Linked DNA regions of Mus musculus: regions 2, 3 and 4 are each linked to region 1. A link is a contact called in public Hi-C and promoter capture Hi-C data. All regions are on one chromosome and are shown on one strand. The core of a region is the stretch at or near the end of the contact, and the rest is flanking DNA. Distances in the headings are between cores, read along the strand shown.

Region 1 (4,944 bases), core at 1,443-3,942:
CAAGTAAGACAACAAAAATAAAGTCTTCAGTTATTAAGGTGCCTGGCCCAGAGTACATGCCCAATGAATACATCTGCATATGAAGCCCTGCTGGGTGTGTGTTAGCACAAGCCCGGCACTTGGGAGACAGCCTCGAGTAGATCTCTGTGAGTTCAAAGTCGGTCTGGTTTACATAGTGAGTTCCTGGCTAGCCAGGACAATATAGTGATGAGATCCTGTCTAAAAGAATCAACAAAGTGGCTGGAGAGATGGCTTAACAATTAAGGCTGTTCTTTAAGAGGACCCAGGTTTAATTTCCAGCACCTACATGGCAGCTCCTGTCTGTAACTCCTGTTCCAGGGGATACAACACCCTCACACAGACGTGCATGCAGGTAAAACACCAATGCATATAAAGTGCATAAAAATAAATTGTTTAAGAAATCATCACTGAAAGAAAGCGGGAAATGTGTATCACTGCTGTCTCTGGGTGCCAGGAATACCAGCTAGCTTGGCTGTGGGGGAAGCCAGAGTGCAGTAAAGGGACCACAATGGCTGATTCCTTGATATGTCACTGTGCCCACTTATCCGCCCAGCCCTCCTTCATGTCTGAAACCCTCCCCCATGGGATCACTCCTGCTCTGCAGGTGCTAAGTCTGGCAGGCACTTCTTTTGCAATGCTAGAGACCTTTGCTTCAGTTTTCTAGCCCTCCAGTCATTCCCCTGTCTCAGGCCCTTGGTCATCTACCGTAGACAAGAGTCTGTGGTCTTCTTGCAGCTTCTCATCAGAAAGGCCTTTCTGACTGGGATCCTGTGTGTGTTTACATCAAGAGTCGTAAGCTTAGGCTAGAGGTGGCTCAGTGGCAGAGCAAATCCTAAGCATGCCCATGGCTGTGGGCTCCACCCTCAGCACAGTTGTCAGGGAGGGCTATACTTACTATAGAGCTCATCATTCTCAACATACACGTTTTTTTCTTTCCTTACTAAATAGAAAAGTTCATCTTTTTCACTGAAGGAAGCACTTCATAGCTTTTTTTGTGATGTCCAATTTGCTAAAACCACTATAGCATTGTACTTTGGAACCATAATTAAATAAAAAATGATTTTATGACATTTTATTCTGTCTTTTTTTAAAAATTTGTTTATTTTATGTATGAGTGCTCTATCTGCATGTACACCTGTATGCCAGAAGAGGGCATCAGATCCCATTTATAGATGGTTGTGAGCCACCCTGTGGTAGCTGGGGATTGAACTCAAGACCTTTGGAAGAACAGACAGTGCTCTTAACTGCTGAGCCATCTCTCCAGCCCACATGTGTGTTTGTGTTTTCGTGCGTGTGCGTATGTGAGTGTGCGTTTTAACAGAAGCTAAAGGGGCTTTGGATTCCTTATAGTTACAGGCATCTTGTGCTTCCTGATGTAGGTGCTGGGATCCAAACTCTAGTCCACTGATAGAGCAAGCACTAACTGCTGAGCCATCTCTCCAGGCCCAAGGATAGTGTTGCCATTGGCATGTTTTGTGGGGCAGAAGAGTGCTTATTACACAGCCTTGGCCAACCTGGAACTTGCTGTGTGGTTTGATCATAGTCAGTCGGATAACTGAGAGAGTGACTAACTGACCAGTGAGTGGAAGCAGTAAACAACAGCACACATTACATCCTGGAAGGATGGTATGGGGCATCATGGACTATGGGCAATGTAAAACGTACACAGTGACTATTTGGGAAATTATCCACTTAGTGTTTCTGGGAAGCAGTTCACCTCTGGGTAGCTGAAACGAAAAAGGGAACCCAGGGTCAGGAGAACTACTGTATACCATACGTCACCATCTGCTGTAAGGGCTCTCATCTCTGACCTTGTCCCTGATTCCGCTGACTTTCATGGCACATCTCAAAGCCCTTCAGTGGCTCTCATTTCTGTCTTGTATTCATTGACCAGATCCAACCCTCCTCTCTTCCCTGGCCTTAGCTCTTTGTGGAGCAGGTAAGGCCTATGTGGTCCATTTCATAGCCTGTTAACTGTTTGCTGTTCTCTTCTGTTAGGGAGGCTCTTTACACACACTCTGTGAGACTATGTTATCCCTTGCCTCCTTCAAGACTTTGTTCCAGGGGACTGGAGAGATGGCTCAGCTCAGCTGTCTATAATTCCAGTTCCAGGGCATCTAAAACTTTTACACAGACACAGATAGACAGAAACAGACAGGCAGGCAGACAGACAGACACACGCACACACACACACACCACCGTGGACAGAAACTGTGAGAGGGGTGATGTGGGGGGAGGGGTCCGATTTGCCTTCTTAGCCTCATGGAATAATAAATTCTATGGGGTTGTATTTGAGTAGATAAGAGGCAAGCAGTTCACTATCTTACTAGGTAATTAGTTTATAACACCACTTCTAGTGAGACTAGTGTAGTACTTCAGGCCCTTAGGCGTTTGCCTATAATTATTTTTATAATGTATCACAAATTGCTGGGACTGCTAGTGTGGGCTTTTTCTTTTTTTCTTTTTCACTTTTGGCCTTTTATTCTCCCCTTGGCCTTCTAGTCTCTACAAAAGATGTAAAGAGACTTAAAGAAAAAAAGACCCCCGCCCCCAACCCCAGGCTCCCCCCCCCCCCCCCCCCCCCCGCTCCCGGCCGGAACCTTGCAGTTGGGGAAACGTTAGCTCTCCGGTGGTGTTTTTGCGGGCTTCCGGTGCCGCTCCAGCCTGGGCGAGAAGAATTGCCAAGTCAGTTCCGGCAGAGAGCGCAGCGAGCTCGGGAGTGTGGCCTTCTTCGCCCCGGGCCCCTCACGGCCTCGGCCCGCGCCGGGTGAGCCCGAGGGGCCCGGGAGCAGCCTCGGTCCCTACTCTGCGGACGCCAGGAGCCCTCGCCCTCGAGGCAGCCACCGGCTAGGCCACGCGGCCATTCCGCAGCGACTCTTGCCCTGCCAACGATGCGCCTGCATGGCGGCGGCCTCCCCGACTCCACCGGCGCCCTCTCTCCAGGGCCGGGCCCACCGAGGAGTCCCAGCCAGGCCTTCGAGGACGCCTCGAAAGTGGCGGCGAGCGTGGCATGACGGGAAGAATGGCATCCACCTGAAGGCCAAGGCTGGGCCTTCGGGGCTTCTGCGGCCTAAGGCGGCGGGTCTGAGCAAGAACACTCTGCCATCGCCGGCTCGGGACGGGAGGCCCACCCGTGGCCGAGCACGCAGACCTGGATGAACCGAGGCCTCGATGGGCCTGGACGAAGGTGAGCGGGGCCCCGAATCACGGCGAGAGGAACGATCGATTCTTGGGCCGCGGGTCTTCCCTCCACCCGAGAGAAGCCGAGACGCGACAACCGCAGGCGGCCATTCGGAAACGCTGTCGCCGTAGAAGTCCTGTGTATATAATATGAAAAAGCTGCTCTCAACCTTTCCCCCGACCCTTTTTAGACTTCTGGCTAAATCTGGACGTCTAACTGTAGAGATTGCCGACGCAGGGTAAAGGAGAGGTAGGAGATGACGTGAATACCCAGTCGCCATAAAAAGAAGATCGTGGACACGTCTTCTGCAAGTGATTTTGAAATGGAATTGTTTAGGCCGCCTCTAGAAAGACCCAGGAGCGACACTCGTCCCTGTTTGTTCAGTACCTTAGAGGATCCAGCAGGAGGAAGAAGAGGCCCGGAGCCAGATTGGTCGTGTGAAGAAGACGTGTCTCTCTTTTTTATCCTATTGTATTGTGTATGCATTTTAGTCCTCATTTCTTACCCCCCACACCATGTTTGCGTGTGTGCCTGTGTGTGTGTATTTGAGTGTGTTTGAAAATGCCAGGTTTTGGGGGTAATGTCTTTCTAGCTGCTCTGAAGTGCCTGCCATATTTTATAAGTAGTAAACATGCTGTAAATACCTTTTTGTTAGGATTCATTTGAATTATTGTTTGGAGAAGAAAAGCCAAACCTCTCCTGAGTTGACCGCATTGTGTTTGTGCCCTGGTTCCCAGAAGGAAATCCAGAGCTCTAAGCTACTGTGGTCCGTGAGTGGAAAGGAACCACTATCTCCCACTATCCCATTTTGTTTGGCTTTTCTTTGTACATAGTGTATGTAAAGGACAAAGGGGTCCTAATTTACAACATCTAGTCACTCTAGATGTTAAAGAGGTTGCCAGTGTATGACAAAGTAGAGTTAGTAGAACAACACTTTTTTTTTTTTTTTTTTTTACATTTTGTGTTAAAGTTGTAATTACTCTTGTTACGTGTGCCATTTACTGACTGCTGTGTATATAGTGGACAACAGTCCTTACTTGAAACATCTGGTCTATCTAGATGTTTAGAAGTGCCCAACGTATGTTAAATGTAGAGGTAGTGAAATATCACTTTGTAAATATCTTTTTGCAAACACTCATGAGTCGTTGTCTTTGGGGAGTGGGGTGATGAGCCCTCTGAGCAGTACTGTCTTTACTTGCTCCGGGGTTTGGAGGAGGTGTTGGGAGGCAGTGACAACGGCCATGTAGTGTGTGTGTATATGGGACCTTTTCAGATGCCATTTTTATATTCTTGCATTTTGTTTTGCTGTGTGTATACTGTATATAATGGACAAATATGTCTAAATTTTCAACATCTAGACTCTAGATGTTAAAGAGGTTGCCAATGTATGACAAAGTAGTAAATTTAGCACATAGTGTACACCGTTAAAATTCATAGAAAATTTTGTTCTGTAAATGGCTTGGGGATAGGATTTGCTCAGCTGTATCTAAGCATTACACATACCTATATTTGTCTATTGGTTTGAAGGGAGAAGAAAGTGGGTCGAAGCCCAAATGGTTATGTTTAGAAGATACCTCAGATAATAACCATTGCTTTGCATACAGTTTTATTTACCAGTGCCATGTCAATAGCAGATAAGTTCTTACATGAAACATCTAGTCTTTTAGATATCTGAAAGTGCTTGATACATTTAAAGGTACAGGTAATAGAATAATATTTTGTGTATATAGTTTTTTTAAACT
Region 2 (4,944 bases), core at 1,034-3,533, 440 kb after region 1:
TTCCATTACCACAAAGTAAAAACTTAGAGGGATTAAGATTACTGTCCTCAGCCAGGCGTGGTGGCGCACACCTTTAATCCCAGCACTTGGGAGGCAGAGGCAGGCGTGACTATGTGTGACTTGTAACTACCTGGAGGATGCAAGGGTCTCTTCAACTTCTAATGCCCCCAGACACACATACAAAGCACTCATACATATGAAATAAAAATAAATAAAATCCCAAAAAAGAGAAAAAAAGATGAGCCAGGCGTGGTGGTGCACGCCTTTAATCCCAGCACTTGGGAGGCAGAGGCAGGCGGATTTCTGAGTTTGAGGCCAGCCTGGTCTACAGAGTGAGTTCCAGGACAGCCAGGACTACACAGAGAAACCCTGTCTCAAAAAAAAAAAAAAAAAAAAAAAAAGGAAAGGATGAAAGAAAAGTAGGATTCAGAAAATGGCAATGTAAGCTGGACATGATGGTGCACTCCTTTGATCCCTGCGAGTGGGAGGCAGGAGGTAGTAGATCCCTGAGTTTGAGGCCAGATTGCTCTTGCAGGGCATGCAAATTCAGTTCTCATCACATACTAACAGCTGCCTCTAACTCAGTTCCAGGAGGTCTACAGCTCTGATACCTGCATTTGTATCCACTCTGCTGCCCCCATACACATAATTAAAACAAAATTTTGTTGTTGTTTTTTGTTTGTTTGTTTGTTGTTTTTCGAGACAGGGTTTCTCCGTGTAGCCCTGGCTGTCCTGGAACTCACTTTGTAGACCAGGCTGGCCTCAAACTCAGAGATCCGCCTGCCTCTGCCTCCCAAGTGCTGGGATTAAAGGCGTGCGCCACCACACCCGGCTTAAAACTAAATATTTTTTACATGGGAGCATGGTTCCACAGGTAAGGAGTTGGCCTAATGATTCTAACCCACACGAAGGCTAAAGACATCTCCACAACGTCCTCTATAGCCTTCACGTGTCCACCAGGCGCAACTGGTTAGTAGCAAAGCGGAAATCAAAGTCTAATTCAATTCCAAATTCTATTCTCATTTCATTAGCTGCCAAAATCAAAAAATATAAAACTCACAGCACTGCAGAGCATTTCCTAAGGGGAATGAATTAATGACATCCACACCTGAAGCTTTCTGAGGTAATTTGAGCAAAATGTGACAATATGTTCCTGCAGCACAGGGTGTAGATGTACCAGTAAGACAGTGCAGAGCTGGCCTTGATTTTTGTTAAGAAAACTATCGATTTGGTAATATTATCAATCCTACTTCATAAGCTTTCTCAGGGCCCAGCCTAGACTCACAGGCCTGAAATCTCAACACTGACTGGCTGCATAAGACGCTGGGTTAAAAAAAAAAGCAGCCCTTTTATTGAAACGTGAGTTGCAACCCTGACCTCCATATCTTACAGGCTAACGTATAAACAGCAAACTAAAGGCAATCTAGTTAAGTCATAATATTCGTAGGGGGTTCTAGCTCATTGTGAAACTTGATTTATAAGTGCTTGTTTCTTCGTGCATAAAACGTGAATATACAGAACGCACACCATAGATCGCTGCATGGATTAAAGGGGCCTTTGTAGGTAATGCATTTAATAGAGCTGTCATCTTTCGACTATTCAGTAACTTTTTTTTAGTTACTAGTAGTCATCATAGGGCATAAGAGTTGAAAAAAAAGGACATGATTTCTAACAAGCCCAGAACAAGAAAGAGTGGCAGAACACTGACTTGGGCAAAGTTCGCAAAAGGCAAGAATCTGATCAGTTGAGCCTGGAGCAGGCCTCAAGAAAGATTTTTAAAGAAGTGATCTTTGAGTTCTGAAAAATCAAAGTTCTGATAATGGGGCAGTGGGCTGAGAGCGGACTTTCAGGGGAAGATCACATGCAAAGCCGTATGAGCACAGGGCGCTGCAAAACTCCCGGGTGCACGGAGCGTGATCCGCAGGGCGCGCAGCATCTCATCCCGTCAGCTCCGGGCTACGACAGTGGGCCACCCGAGTGTGAGGTTCTCTGGGCGGCGGCTGCAGCAGGAAACTGAGGCAGGCAGGCCCCGACCACTGGGACAGGTCCCAGCCCCTCTCTGGGCCCGGGGTGCCTCCCGGGATACAGGAAGCCGCTGTCCAGGCGACATCCCCGCGGGCGCCCAGGCCCTGGACCTCGGACCGTTACGCTCAGCGCCTCCCGCCTGCCCCTGCCCACCTCACCAGAGTCGGTTCCCGGGGATCCCGAAGCGCTCCGCAGCTACCGAGGCCGCTGCAGCAACCTGCAGGCCCGGCCTGGGGCCGCCCTCAGTCTGGAGGCCAGGCCCCGCCCGTCAAACTCCCGCCCTTTCGTGGGGAACCGCCCAGCCCAGTCCAGCCGAGCGCCGGGAATGAGTGCGCCGCTGCAAACCTCTCGCCATATTAAGTACTGGCAGCCAACTTACTAGAGAAGCCCAAAAGGAAAGGGGGGGATATAGTGAGACCAAGGTCGCTCTCCAAAAGTAAAGACAGTCACCGTCTCTGAATTCTAGCACTGAACGTTCTGAGGTGGAGAAGAAACACTCGCCCGTAAGCTCCCGCCTGTGGCTTCAGAGTTAAGTACTGCGCATGCGTGTAGCCAAGGTCTCGGTGCACCTGCGCACTGTCTCACCAACAAAGCCAAGTACAGTAACTGGGTGAAAGCACCTAGCTCCAGTTAAATCTGGGCAAACGAATGTCTCAGCTTTAGATCTTTACTGATCCTCCACGCAGCCCCAGGAAACAGAACATTCGCAAACAACTGTGTCGTTGGCTACTTTGTCCGGTTATGACTACCGCTACTTGACTGCGTTCCGCTAGGAACGGGGAGTTATTTTGATAATATATTGTACAATCATTATTGACGCATTTTCTTAGCATTGATTTTTTTCATTTATTTATTTATTTATTTTGGTTTTTCGAGTCAGGGTTTCTCTGTGTAGCCCTGGCTGTCCTGGAACTCACTCTGTAGACCAGGCTGGCCTCAAACTCAGAGATCCGCCCGCCTCTGCCTCCCAAGTGCTGGGATTAAAGGCGTGCGCCACCACTGCCCGGCTTTTCTTTCTCTTTCTCTCTTTCTCTCTTTCTCTCTTTCTCTCTTTCTCTCTTTCTCTCTTTCTTTCTTTCTTTCTTTCTTTCTTTCTTTCTTTCTTTCTTTCTTTCTTTCTTCCTTCCTTCCTTCCTTCCTTCCTTCCTCCCTCCCTCCCTCCCTCCCTCCCTCCCTCCCTCCCTCCCTTCCTTCTTCCCCTTCTTTCTTTCTTTCTTCCTCCCTCCCTCCCTCCTTTCTTTCTTCCTCCCTCCCTCCCTCCCTTCTTTCTTTCTTTCTTTCTTTCTTTCTTTCTTTCTTTCTTTCTTTCTTTCTTTCTTTCTTTCTTTCTTTCTTTTGTGTGTGTGTGAATTTTTTATTCATTTATATTAGTACACTGTAGCTGTCTTCAGACACACCAGAAGAGGGCGTCCGATCCCATTACAGATGGTTGTGAGCACCATGAGGTTGCTGAGAATTGAACTCAGGACCTCTGGAAAAGCAGTCACTGCTATATAACCCCTGAGCCATCTCTCCAGGCCAGCATTAAATTTTTATTTGATTCCCAGTTGGTTATAATTTTAGTAGAGACAAAACAAACAAATAAGCAAAAACAAAGAAATGAATCATCTCAGTATATACCAAGACACGAGGTGGGACTTGACACTTCGATTCAATTCCTGAAGACTCAGTAGACCAAAGGTGAAGCCAGGAATCTGCATTCTTGCAAATACCCCAGATGATTATGCACTATGGGAACTACACGAGACAGAGTCCTTCTTGGGCATCTGTGACTCTAGCACACAGTACAAGGCCATCTGATACAAAACAGATGCCCAGAAGTGTTGAGTGAACTAATTAATGTATAGGTGGTGTGAGGTGGTGTGAACATGAGAGAGCCAGACAGCTGAACAGTGGAGGCACACGCCTTTACACCCAGCCCTGGGGAAACAGAGGCAGGCAGATCTCTGAGTTAGAGCCTGGTCTACAGGAGGAGTTCCAGAACATTCTGAATTATACACGGGGTTGGGGGTTGGCGGGCAGGGAGAAGGGAAAGAGAGGAGAGAGCTAGGGAACAGAGATAAACACCCTATAGCTTTTTAAACGTTTTAGGTTTTTGGGGTTAGTTGGTTGGTTGGTTGGTTTTTCAAAATAGGGCTTCTCTGTGTAGCCCTGGTTGTTCCACCAAAGTGCTGGGATTAGAGGCAAAGACACCACTGCCAGGCAACAAGATAATTTTTGAGAAATAAAACTTACTCTATGTTTTCCCATCATGGTTTCTTGTTTCTTTCATAGAAATTCTGCCTTTTATTTACTGACTTATTGTTTTCACATGTTTCCTCTCTGAAATTTAAGTTTCATAAACTTGTGAGAGTGAGTTATTCTGAATGCTTCATGTATAGTCTCATAGGCATTGAGTAAGTATCCATTGAACTGTATAAGTCAAGTCATCCTCATAGTTTTTTTTTTAAAAAGTTGCTCTTTAAGCTCTCACCCTTCTTACTCTCATTTCTAGCCCTCCTTCTCTCCCTCCCTCTCCCCTTCTTTCCACATGGCCATGGCCAGCCTCTCTCTCTCTCTCTCTCTCTCTCTCTCTCTCTCTCTCTCTCTCTCTCTCTCTCTCTCTCCCTCCCTCCCTCCCTCCCTCCCTCCCTCTCTCTCTCTCTCTCTCTCTTTCTTTCTTTCTTTCTTTCTCTCTCTCTCTCTCTCTCTACCTTCTCTCTTTCTCTCTGCCTTCTACAATAAAGCTCTAAAACCATTTTTTAAAAAAAGTTACTGAGATAAAAATCCATCACAGGGGTAGGGTACGGGGTGTCACTCAGTTGTTCCTGTGTTTGTCTAGCACTGTGAAGCCCTAGATCTGATAGATCTGAGCATGGTGGACAGGCCTATAACCCCAGCACTTGAGGTGGAGAAAAGAATATCAGAAATTCAAAGGTA
Region 3 (4,944 bases), core at 1,772-4,271, 330 kb after region 1:
TGTTAAGTCCAGATTCTGCCTGGTTGGCGCCCTACCATAATATGCCAGATTCTTCTTCCAGTGGGGAGTGCCTCCTGGAGCCAAACTGACCTGGGCTCCACTCCTCCCTGCACCAGGCTGACTCCTGTCCCCAGCTCTTGCCCCTTGGTACTGTCCCCAAGCCCTCTGGCTCCAGGCCCACCTCCAATATGACAGAAGGCGGGCGGGCATAGTTCCAGAAGCTCAAGCGGTTCCAGAAGTAGGCAGTGTTCTGGTCCTCGTAGTCACTGGACGTCTTCTCCAGGTCGATGGAGGCTCCTGGAACAGGCACAAGTCAATTTCAGGGGCTCCTACTGGGACTTCTCAACAGCGCGGTAGAATGGCTGTCTAGGACCGTCACTCCAGCTCTTTCCACATCTCTCTGTGTCTTACCCACAGAGCTCAGTGCATAGTCAGGTTTGCGCACGAAGTCTTCATTCAGCCTCTGGAACACGAGCTTGGCCACTCTCTAGAAAGGCAGAGGGTGACCCAGGAGGACTGTGAACTAGCTTATAGGCAGGCCTGCTTCTCAGTAACTCGATGCTCTGAGGTAGGAACTTAAGGGCCTTGAGAAAGATTCCCCACACTGGGACCCAGTCTTCCAAGTGAACACAGCTAGACCCCTGAGCCTCCCAGCTGGGCCATAGCCCACCTCACTGTGGGCTGCACGAACGCTGGACACCTCCTTGTGGAGTTTATTCAGTTCTGCCTGGAGCTGCTGCAGTTGCTGGCCCTGGGAATGCACGCGGTGGTGGTATTGGCTGTAGTTGGGAGGTGGGTACCATGCAGTTAGCTACCTGTCCCTGTGCATTCCTCTCAGAAAGCACCCACAGAGGCATTGCCAGTGTTGCCCAGGCCTGCCCCAGCTGCCCTTTCACCTTAGAGTCAGCATCTCCGTAGGTTCCTGTGGAGGAAGGGACCAGTAAGCACCCTTCTCTGTCAACATTGCCCTACCATTCTTGGTTGGCCCATGGGGATTTATACTCAGTGCTTCCTACACTGCCCCCATCCCAACAGCCCAGGGATGCCCCCCACATACACACAACCTCACCCCACCTGGAGACATAGGTCTCCCCAACTCACGTTCTCCAAAGGAGGGATCAGGTACAGGAGCCCCCACCAGAGTGCTGGAGGAAGAAAAAGAGGAAAGGTGTCCTCTGATGTAAGAGGACAAGGAAGAAAGCAAGGAGTTGGGGTGAAACCTAGGGCTGCCGGAGCACACTCGGGAGACCAAGATGGGGGGGGTCACTAGAATGGGCTGAAGGCCACCAAGACGGAGTTCGGGGGGGGGGGGCTGGACTTGGCCCCAAACCTGCAGAGCTGGGTCCCAGGGAATCGATGCTCCTCACCTGCCAGAAAGATGCTCAGGAGCGACACAGCAGTGAACAGGAAGCGGATGGAGCAGATTTCCCTAAAGAACAGGAGTGGAAGCTGCTGCCTAGAGGCCCTGAACCACTCAAGCCTCGACCGTGGGGGTCCTAGACCCGCCCAGTTTCTGGGAACTCAAGCAGATCTGGATCTGCTCTAGCCTGGGTGGGGCCAGCCCTGCTGCCCTTCCCTGAGCCCTGCCGTTCCCTCTGACCTGCACACACAGACCAGCCCATCGACTGCCAGGGATAACACCATGCTCAGCACCTGAAAGAGGAGGCCTAGGGACGGAGACCGGAGAAGCAGCTCAGAGAGGGTGATCCATGAAGGTGAGGTAGTGCAGGTTCAGAAGGGCTCAAGAGAAGCCGGGGTGGGGACTGGGGTGGTGCGGAGGACAAGAGTCTGGGGCTCAGGAGGCAAGGGTCGTTTGGGGAAATGAGCTGAGGCTGGACACTAGGGCACAGGCTCGAGGAGGAGAACTGGGAACAGGGGCGGGGGTCCGAGAGCAGAGGTCAAAGGGCATCTGGGCTGGTTTCTCTGACTCAGACTCAGCAGAAATGGGGTTCTGAGTGCCAAGGTCAGAGGGGATGGGGCTGGCCTGGCTCGTACTCAGGAAGCTCTTGGACACCCTCGGGGTAGGCATCTCCTGCCTCAGATCCAGGATCGGGAGAAGGTTGAGTTGTTCCTCCAAAACTACAGAAGATCCAGACGGTTCTGCAAGAGCCCAGGGCACCATTGAGGTTTTGTGCACCACAGGCCCGCTCTTCCCCTCGGGGCCCGGGCGCAGGCTCCTGACCCTAGTGCCAAACAGCTGGGCAGCCTCTCAAACAGGCTTTTAGTCCAGGCCTTTGCCCCAGGTCACACTCCCTGCACACGCCCAGACCCGGAGCTGGAGAGTCTCAATCAGTGGAAACCGCCCCCCAGTCTGAGTCCCCGTGCGGCCGGACTAGGGTCACACTCACGCCGGCCCTGCGGCACCTCCTCAGCCATGCCCAGGCACAGGATTTCCTCCGCCCCCTCCCGGGACCGGCCATGGCACCGAGCTCGCCCCCGAGGGACACGTGTCGAGCACGTCCCCTCGTGAGCCAGGTCGGGGCTTCTGCACCCAGGTCCGCGCCGGGCCCCGCCCCCGAGCCCGCCCCGCCCTCTCGCCCCCGGGTTCGACCCCGCCCGCACCCGAGGCCCCGCCCCTCACGGTTGCCGCGCCACAGGCGGTCTGCCCATTGTGGCTCCGAGGCGCCAGCTTCGGCCGAGAGCTTCCTGCCCATGTGTCTCCTCCGGGCATTCCTGGGCTTAAGGCGGGCTCACCACAGCTCGAGCCCCGGGCCCTTCTGCCCTCGGGCTCCCCGAGCTCCGGCCCAGCGGACCGGCGCCCATTGCTGTCCCCCGAAGTCGCGCTGTGGGAACTATTGCTGTTCTCGCTGTAGAAGTTGGGTGTGTGATTATGAGAGGATGCGGCCGAGCCTGAGCGGGGGCTCCGCCGCATCCTGACCTGGGCTACCCCTCTGGGAAGCCGAAGTCGCCGCAGCCAAAGCCCTCGGCCCTTCCTCAGCTGCCTCGCGCCGCAGGGTAGCACCCTGCGTGAGCCCCGCGGCGGCTCGGCCGACCCTCCCGCTGCTGTGCTGTTGTCACCGTCACAGAGGAGCCGCGTCACAGAGCGCCCGTGACGTCACTGGGAGCCAGCAGCCCATCCCCCTTTCCTGATACATTTTTGTTCATGGTTTGGGTGTGTGTGTGTGTGTGTGTGTGTCCATCCAGAAGTTGATCTCTGCTGCTGTCTTCTCCTGCTCCCCACCTTAGCTTTCGAGATAGATTCTCTCTTTCTGAACCTGGGGCTCACTTTTTTGTTTTGTTTTTTCAACTAGGCCCCAGCGGTTCTCAATCTTCCTAATGCTGCGACCTTTAAATACAGTTCCTCATGTTGGGTGACCTCCAACCATAAAATTATTCTCATTGTTATTTCATAACTATATTTTTGTTGGACTGGAAAGGTGGCTCAGCGGTTAAGAGCACTCACTGCTCTTCCAGTGGTCCTGAGTTCAATTCCCAGCAACCACATGGTGGCTCACAACCATCTGTAATGGGATCCGATGCCCTTTTCTGGTGTGTCTGAAGACAGCAACTGTGTACTCATATACATAAAATAAATAAGTCTTTAAAAGAAAACCTGTAATTTTGCTACTGTTATGAATAAACTTTTGGAGATAGAGGTTTGCAAAGGAGGTCCCGACCCACAGTTTGAGAACCATTGAACGAGGGCTGGGACGACTCCATGGTTCCACTTGTCCCTACTCCCACAGAGCTTCAGTGACAGGCAAGTACCACAGCACCCTCTGTTTATGTGGATTCGGGGTTTACAAGCAAGTCCTCATGCTTAGGCAGCAAGCGTGAGGTTTATCCACTGGGCCATCTCAACTCCTCCTCTCTGTTCTGAGTCACGGTCTCTTACAAGTTTGACTAGAGAGCTAACCAACGGGTCCTAGGGATTCTGCTGTTTCTCTCTCTTCAGAGTCGGGATCACAGTCCCCTGAGCTCTGGTCTGTCGCTTTTTACCTACAGTGCTGGGTATCTGCACATGGGTCCCCGGGCTTCCGCACATTTTATTGATTATGACATTGCCCCAATCTCCTATGTAATTTAGACAAGAGGTTTTGCTTTGATTCTTTTGCTAGCCTGGTACTGGATATATAACCCAGGATGGTCCCGAGTCAGGACCATACTCCCGGTACAGTCTCCCAAGCCTGAGACTATGGGCATGTCATCATGTCCATCATGACCAGCTACAATGGCACCTAGATTTTGTTCACTTCTGTATCCTGCAGTACCTAGACGGGTCTAGCCTGGTAAGTGCCCTAGTATTTAGGGAAGCAGTAAATATTAGGAAGGAACAGAGCATCATCCAACACACTAAAACATTTATTATGGCCCCTCCTATTCACTTTTAAAACAGAGTCTCACTATGCAGCCAAAGCCAGTCTGGAGCTCAGATCTGCCTGCCTCCCCCACCTCCCAAGCTCTGAGGTAAAGGCATGTACCACAACTCCCAGCTGAGAGAGAGACAGAGGGACAGAGAGACAGAGAGACAGAGAGAGAAAGAGACAGAGACAGAGACAGACAGAGAGAGAATAAGCTTTAAGCTCGGCAACAAGTGCCTTTACCTGCTGAGCCATCTTGCTATCCTAGAACCACATTTTGAATAACTACATGCTTGTATCTAATTAATGTCTGTACCAGGAACAGCAACAATGTAGTGCAACCTGCAAGATTTACACAGGGAGTCTGTCAGCTCCCGAGGGAAAAGGACTTACTTCTCTGAGATCATGTTGCATCACAGGTTTGAATTTGGGAATCCTGACCCAGCAAGGTGGTAGCACACTTCTTTAATCCTAACACTATGGAGGCCAAAGTAGAAGGATCTCTGAGTTCTGAATTCAAGGCCAGTCTAGTCTCCATAAAGAGTTCCAGGACAGCTAGAGCTATATAAAACCACAATGACAAAAACAGAATTCCAAAATCCTGCACCCACCCGGTGTTTTTCTTCTCACATCACATCTTACT
Region 4 (4,944 bases), core at 674-3,173, 280 kb after region 1:
CATTGACAAAGGAAATCTCAAAAAAGCCCAACTTTTTTAGAGACTTTGTTCTCTGGGAAAGTCTCATGAAGAGCATTTTGAACAAGCGTAGCAAGCTTAGAAAGGAAAAAATATAAAATATCCGGTTCAGGTAGGGAAATGGAGCTGAATCCCTTGTTCAAGCAGATTAAGGGCGTGGTGACCTTGGGGCTTGGTCCTACCCAGCTAAGCTTATTGTTTATTCATTTGCCATTTAACACAGAATAGTTCTATTATATTAGGCATCATTATTACTGGGTTATTGACTTCTCTAGGACTTTTAGTCTGGAATGAACAACAATTCAGAAATGGAAGTCACAGGCTTTTGATCCTGATCTTAAGGCACAGTGACTATGAAAAGCTTAGGTCCAGACAAGGAGGTACACACCAAAATTCCAGGAGATAGAGGCAAGAAAATCTCTTTCTTTCTCTCTTTCTCTCTGTCTCTCTCCTCTCTCTCTCCATCCCTCTTATTTGCCCGCGCGCATGCGCTCTCTCTCTCTCTCTCTCTCTCTCTCTCTCTCTCTCTCTCTCTCTCTCTCTCTCTCTCTCTCGCACACACACACACACAAAATCAAGGGGCAGAGTCTGGTAGAGCCTAGGTCTCCCTGTATAATCAAATACTGGGGATTATAGGAAATATTGAAAGATATTTTACTCTTTTTATATTTATTTTTATTAATGTCTCTGTGTGAGAGTTTGTACATATTAGTGTCGCTGCCTACAGAGGCCAGAGGAGGGAGTCAGATTTGAGGCTGGAGTTACAGGAGGTTGTGAGCCACTCCATGTAGCTCATAGAATTTAAGATGCCAGGAAGAGCAGTATGAGCTTTTAACCTTTGAGACATCTCTCCAGCCCCATGGCAGAAGAATATTTTCTCTTCCTTCCTTCCTTCCTTCCTTCCTTCCTTCCTTCCTTCCTTCCTTTCTTCCTTTCTCTCTCTCTCTCTCTCTCTCTCTCTCTCTCTCTCTCTCTCTCTCTCTCTCTCTCTCTCTCTCTCTCTCTCTCTTTCTTTCTTTCTTTCTTTCTTTCTTTCTTTCTTTCTTTCTTTCTTTCTGTGTGTGTTTAAGACAGGGTTTCTCTGTGTAGTGCTGGCTGGTCTCAAACTCAGAAATCTGCCTGCCTCTGCCTCCCAAGTGCGGGGATTAGAGGCTTGTGCCACCACTGCCAAGCAGGATTATTTTCTCTTTCTTTCTTTCTTTCTTTCTTTCTTTCTTTCTTTCTTTCTTTCTTTCTTTCTTTCTTTCTTTCTTTCTTTCTTTCTTTCTTTCTTTCTTTCTTTCTCTTCCTTCCTTCCTTCCTTTTTCTTTCTTTCTTTCTTTCTTTTCTTTCTCTCTCTTTCTTTCTCTTTCTTTCTTTCTTTCTTTCTTTCTTTCTTTCTTTCTTTCTTTCTTTCTTTCTTTCTTTCTTTCTTTCTTTCTTTCTTTCTTTCTTTCTTTCTTTCTTTCTTTCTTTCTTTCTTTCTTTCTTTCTTTCTTTCTTTCTTTTTTGGTTTTTCGAGACAGGGTTTCTCTGTATAGTCCTGGCTGTCCTGGAACTCACTCTGTAGCCCAGGCTGGCCTCGAACTCAGAATTCGCCTGCCTCTGCCTCCCATTTTTTTTTTTTTCAATAGTCAAAAAAAGGTTCAAGCTTTTGCTTCTTGGTGCGTTTAATCCTCAAGACAGTTCTGCAGTGAAGGCATTGTTTTTCTCCCTTCACGGGGGTCTCCAAGAGCCAAAGGAGCCTGTACTTTAAAAGCTCTGCAAGGAACCTTGGACAATAGCTTCAGGTCTGACTTTGCAAACAGCTACTAAAATACCGGGTTCACCACAAATACCTGCAACTTCCGAGCTTTTGCCCCCACCCCAAATCCTCAGCGCGCCTGCGTCTCCCATCAGGTGACGTCGGCAGCGGCGCCCCGCCTACTCCGGGAACGCGGAGCGCCGGAGCGGGCGGGCGGCCATTTTGTGAAGCGGCTGTGGAGGTGTTGGCTGCAGTGGGCTCCGGGAAAGCCGTTCGGGCTGGGGCTGTCGGCCGCAGGGCTGAGGCACTCGCGCGGGGGGTAACTCGGGTCTGGGTTCTGGTGCCGCGCAAGCTCTCCCCGGTAAGACTCCCGCAGCCCCGGAACGGGCGGGGCTGTGCGGGGCTCGAGCCGCCTCCTTGGTGCCTCGGGGCGGGGCCTTCCCAGGCCTCGGAGCCCGCGGCCGCGAGCGCCCAACACAAAGGGTCGCGGCGGGGCTGCGGGGGTCCTGGGGCGCCGCTCACGCTCCGGGGCCTCCGAGGATGCGAAAGGTGGAGTCTGCGTGCCGAAGTGGGAGCAGGGCCTTAGCGGGGATGCCCGGTGGTCCTGAGAGGGGAAGCGGCCAGCATCGGGTGGCCTCGCGGCCTGCGAACTACCGGGTCGGGGGGGGGGGGATTGCGATGAAAACGCCTGCACGCTTAGTGGGGAAGGCTTCGTTGGCTTTAAGCGGGAACGAGGTTTTAACTCTCACCTCTGCCCCGAAGTGAAGAGGTCCTAGTGGCCTATGACCTGCAAAAGTGGACTACACTAGGGACATTCCTATGGGGAGGAAAGGTGTCCTGGGAGGCTGGGAACCGGTCGCTTTTAGGGCCTGGAGGTGCAGGGATTGCAGTGTATAGCTTCCTAGGTCTAGCGCTGAGGAGGGGCTTCCTAAGTGTAGGTGATTGGAGCCGCCCTGTAGGTCGGAGAGGCTTGAAGAATTGTAGCTAGGATGGCTGGTCCTTGATTCCCAACTAGGGGAGGGGCTGCTATCTGCAGCACCTTTGGGAGTTGGAGGAAGGAGGGTGGGTGTCTTAGATAGCTTACTTACTGTCTGAAGGTTGGCGGCGCCACTTTGCAGCCGCGTAAAATAGAAGGAAAGGCATTTTAAAGATCTACAGGTTAGTATTGGGGTATGGACTAACGTAGCAGGTTGGAGTGCCCGTGTTAGTAAGCGAGTTAGTAACCTAAGTGTGTGTTTTATTGGAAGTTCTAAGGAGTCCCCTGTGGTTTATTCAAGTGCTAAAGATCCATTCATTCTGGTAGATAAAGTTGCGAATTACAGGCTGTGTTGCAGAAGTATTCTGGGTCCTAAAGCCTTCTTGGCTCCTAGATTCCGAGATGACTGAGTGTGTGCAGTTGGCAGAAACCATTTTATTGTGTACGTTAAGATTTAAGTTGATGCGAATCTTATTATATGACTTGGTGGGAAAAAACTAGGATGGATGGCAACTCAAGGGAGAGACTATTTCTTTCAGGGCTTTTTGGATAGTTTGAGCTGTAATTTTTGGTGAACTTCAGTCTTAGAAACAAAAATTGTCCGGGACCTTGTTAACCATTGTATACTGTTAAAATGTTAAAGAGCGTTTGCAGTTGGAAAAAAATCCTACAAAAAAATCTTTATTTAAAAAAAATAGGTAAATAAAACTGATGTACTTGTTTTTGAAACTTGTTGCTTTTGATGAGATGGAGACTTTTGGATTTGTAGAAAGTGATTGTGGAAGAACTGTTCACATAACTTCGAATATAATTTTGGAAGGAAATGAAATGTTTGTGTTTAGGTGATTTCACAAGGCGTATTGGATAGTTTATCAAAACGTGTTATATTTTTATATCACCTTGTGTTTGATTAAATGTTGGTCACTGTGGATTGTAATGTATAATTTTATGTTCGGATCTGAGACCATCAAACCACTGTGGTGGTTACTGCTCTAGGCTACTAGTTATATACTTTAGGCTTCTTTTACAATTTTGTGGCATGTTGAATGTTTTGATTGGTTGCATATTGAACATTTGGGAGTTGTTGGTACAGTTCTTAGGTGTAAAACTTATTATATCATTAAACTTCTGTTTTATACTGTGTGCCAGATGCTAGACCCCACTGCCAGTCAGAAAGTCCCACTTGAGTTTGCAGAGAGCTGCTGTGCTGTTTGGATCTTGGGGGTTTGCTTGTTTGTTCCTCACTGGCCATAGGATCTTGTAACTTAGACTCACATTGAACTCTTAAGTTGGTGGAGTCACTAGTAACAGTTGACTTTTGATACTTAGTTAGAATACATGATTTTTTTTTCTGAAAATGTAATTAGTTTTACATTCTATACTAATTTCTAAATCTCCCCCTAAAATGCAGAGTCCACCTTAAAAATCTAAAACCTAGCCTACAGTTTTTGAGTGAGTAGGTATTTGCCTGTCTTCATGCCTGGTGTTCTCAGAGGCCAGAAGAGAGGGGGTCGAATCTGGAGTTACAGAAGGTTGTGAGCTGCCTGCCCTGTGGGTGCAGGGAGTCATGGAGCCTCTGGAAGAGCAGCCAGTGATCTTAACCACTGGGCAGATTCTCCAGCCCTCTCCTCTACATAGTTGTAATAAATACTAATTAAAATGAGTGCTCACTAAAAGTTGTAGGCAGACTAAACAGAAAAGTAATTTCACTTGTAGTTCCAGCAGCTTTACTGCCAACCACCTATGTACCTTTGGTTTGCAGAGTTTTACGTTTAAAGCTAGCTTTTAAGACTAAAAGCCATAGTGAAAGAAAATGTGGTTACTTAAGCTAGAAGTAATATTTTTATTTTGAAGTATAAATGAATAAAAATTTATTTATTTCAAGACAGGGTTTCTCTGTGTAGTCCTGGGACTCTCTGTGTAGACCAGGCTGGCCTTGAATTCAGAAATCCTCCTGCCTCTGCCTCGAAAGTGCTGGGATTAAAGACCTGCACCACCACTGCCCGGCTAAAAAGGATATTTTTGTTGGTATCATTAATAACAGTATTAAATTTTTTTGGCAGGAGGAACATCTTATTTACAAATGTCTTGATTTGCTGCCTGAGCACTAGATGAGAAATTAACATGAACATTCAACATTTTACATTTTATCAGTGTCAGAAAAATGTATTTATAAGGATGGTTCCAGGATCTGAAGTGTGTTTTATCTGATAATGGGGGGAGGGGG

The links. Promoter capture Hi-C pulls out the DNA fragments that hold promoters and counts their contacts. Hi-C and Micro-C count contacts between places; a contact is called where the count stands out from the background.
Region 2: a contact with region 1 is called in a Hi-C map of B cells, with 11 read pairs. The contact joins the promoter of Cep250 here to the promoter of Norad in region 1. A contact is called at or near these places in 3 of 39 promoter capture datasets (the 3T3-L1 cell line, the C10 cell line and pre-B cells), 1 of 484 Hi-C or Micro-C datasets (B cells) and 1 of 115 datasets of contacts at active chromatin or transcription factors (T-cell acute lymphoblastic leukemia).
Region 3: a contact with region 1 is called in a promoter capture Hi-C map of liver, with 2.1 times the contacts expected there. The contact joins the promoter of Spag4 here to the promoter of Norad in region 1. A contact is called at or near these places in 1 of 39 promoter capture datasets (liver), 1 of 115 datasets of contacts at active chromatin or transcription factors (memory CD8 T cells) and 1 of 9 other capture datasets (adipose tissue).
Region 4: a promoter capture Hi-C map of neutrophils shows a contact between it and region 1, with 2.9 times the contacts expected there. The contact joins the promoter of Cpne1 here to the promoter of Norad in region 1. A contact is called at or near these places in 3 of 39 promoter capture datasets (3T3-L1-derived adipocytes, liver and neutrophils).

The regions. Positions count from the first base shown.
Region 1 is chr2:156,390,727-156,395,670 of GRCm38.p6, reverse strand. It overlaps Norad (non-coding RNA activated by DNA damage), which reads left to right and starts at 2,692. Exons shown (of 1, transcript NR_024329.1): 1 at 2,692-4,944. The region is part of intron 2 of Gm14170 (a long non-coding RNA gene); the gene reads left to right.
Region 2 is chr2:155,953,897-155,958,840 of GRCm38.p6, reverse strand. It overlaps Cep250 (centrosomal protein 250), which reads right to left and starts at 2,283. Exons shown (of 33, transcript NM_001130000.1): 1 at 2,184-2,283.
Region 3 is chr2:156,063,290-156,068,233 of GRCm38.p6, reverse strand. Spag4 (sperm associated antigen 4) reads right to left here and starts at 3,021. Exons shown (of 12, transcript NM_139151.4): 1 at 2,563-3,021; 2 at 1,996-2,100; 3 at 1,601-1,667; 4 at 1,368-1,429; 5 at 1,102-1,145; 6 at 897-922; 7 at 671-779; 8 at 412-487; 9 at 182-297. The coding sequence starts at 2,872. It overlaps Gm39970 (a long non-coding RNA gene), which reads left to right and starts at 3,620. Exons shown (of 3, transcript XR_866890.1): 1 at 3,620-4,229.
Region 4 is chr2:156,108,944-156,113,887 of GRCm38.p6, reverse strand. It overlaps Cpne1 (copine I), which reads left to right and starts at 1,923. Exons shown (of 16, transcript NM_170590.3): 1 at 1,923-2,102. Rbm12 (RNA binding motif protein 12) reads left to right here and starts at 1,923. Exons shown (of 3, transcript NM_029397.3): 1 at 1,923-2,102.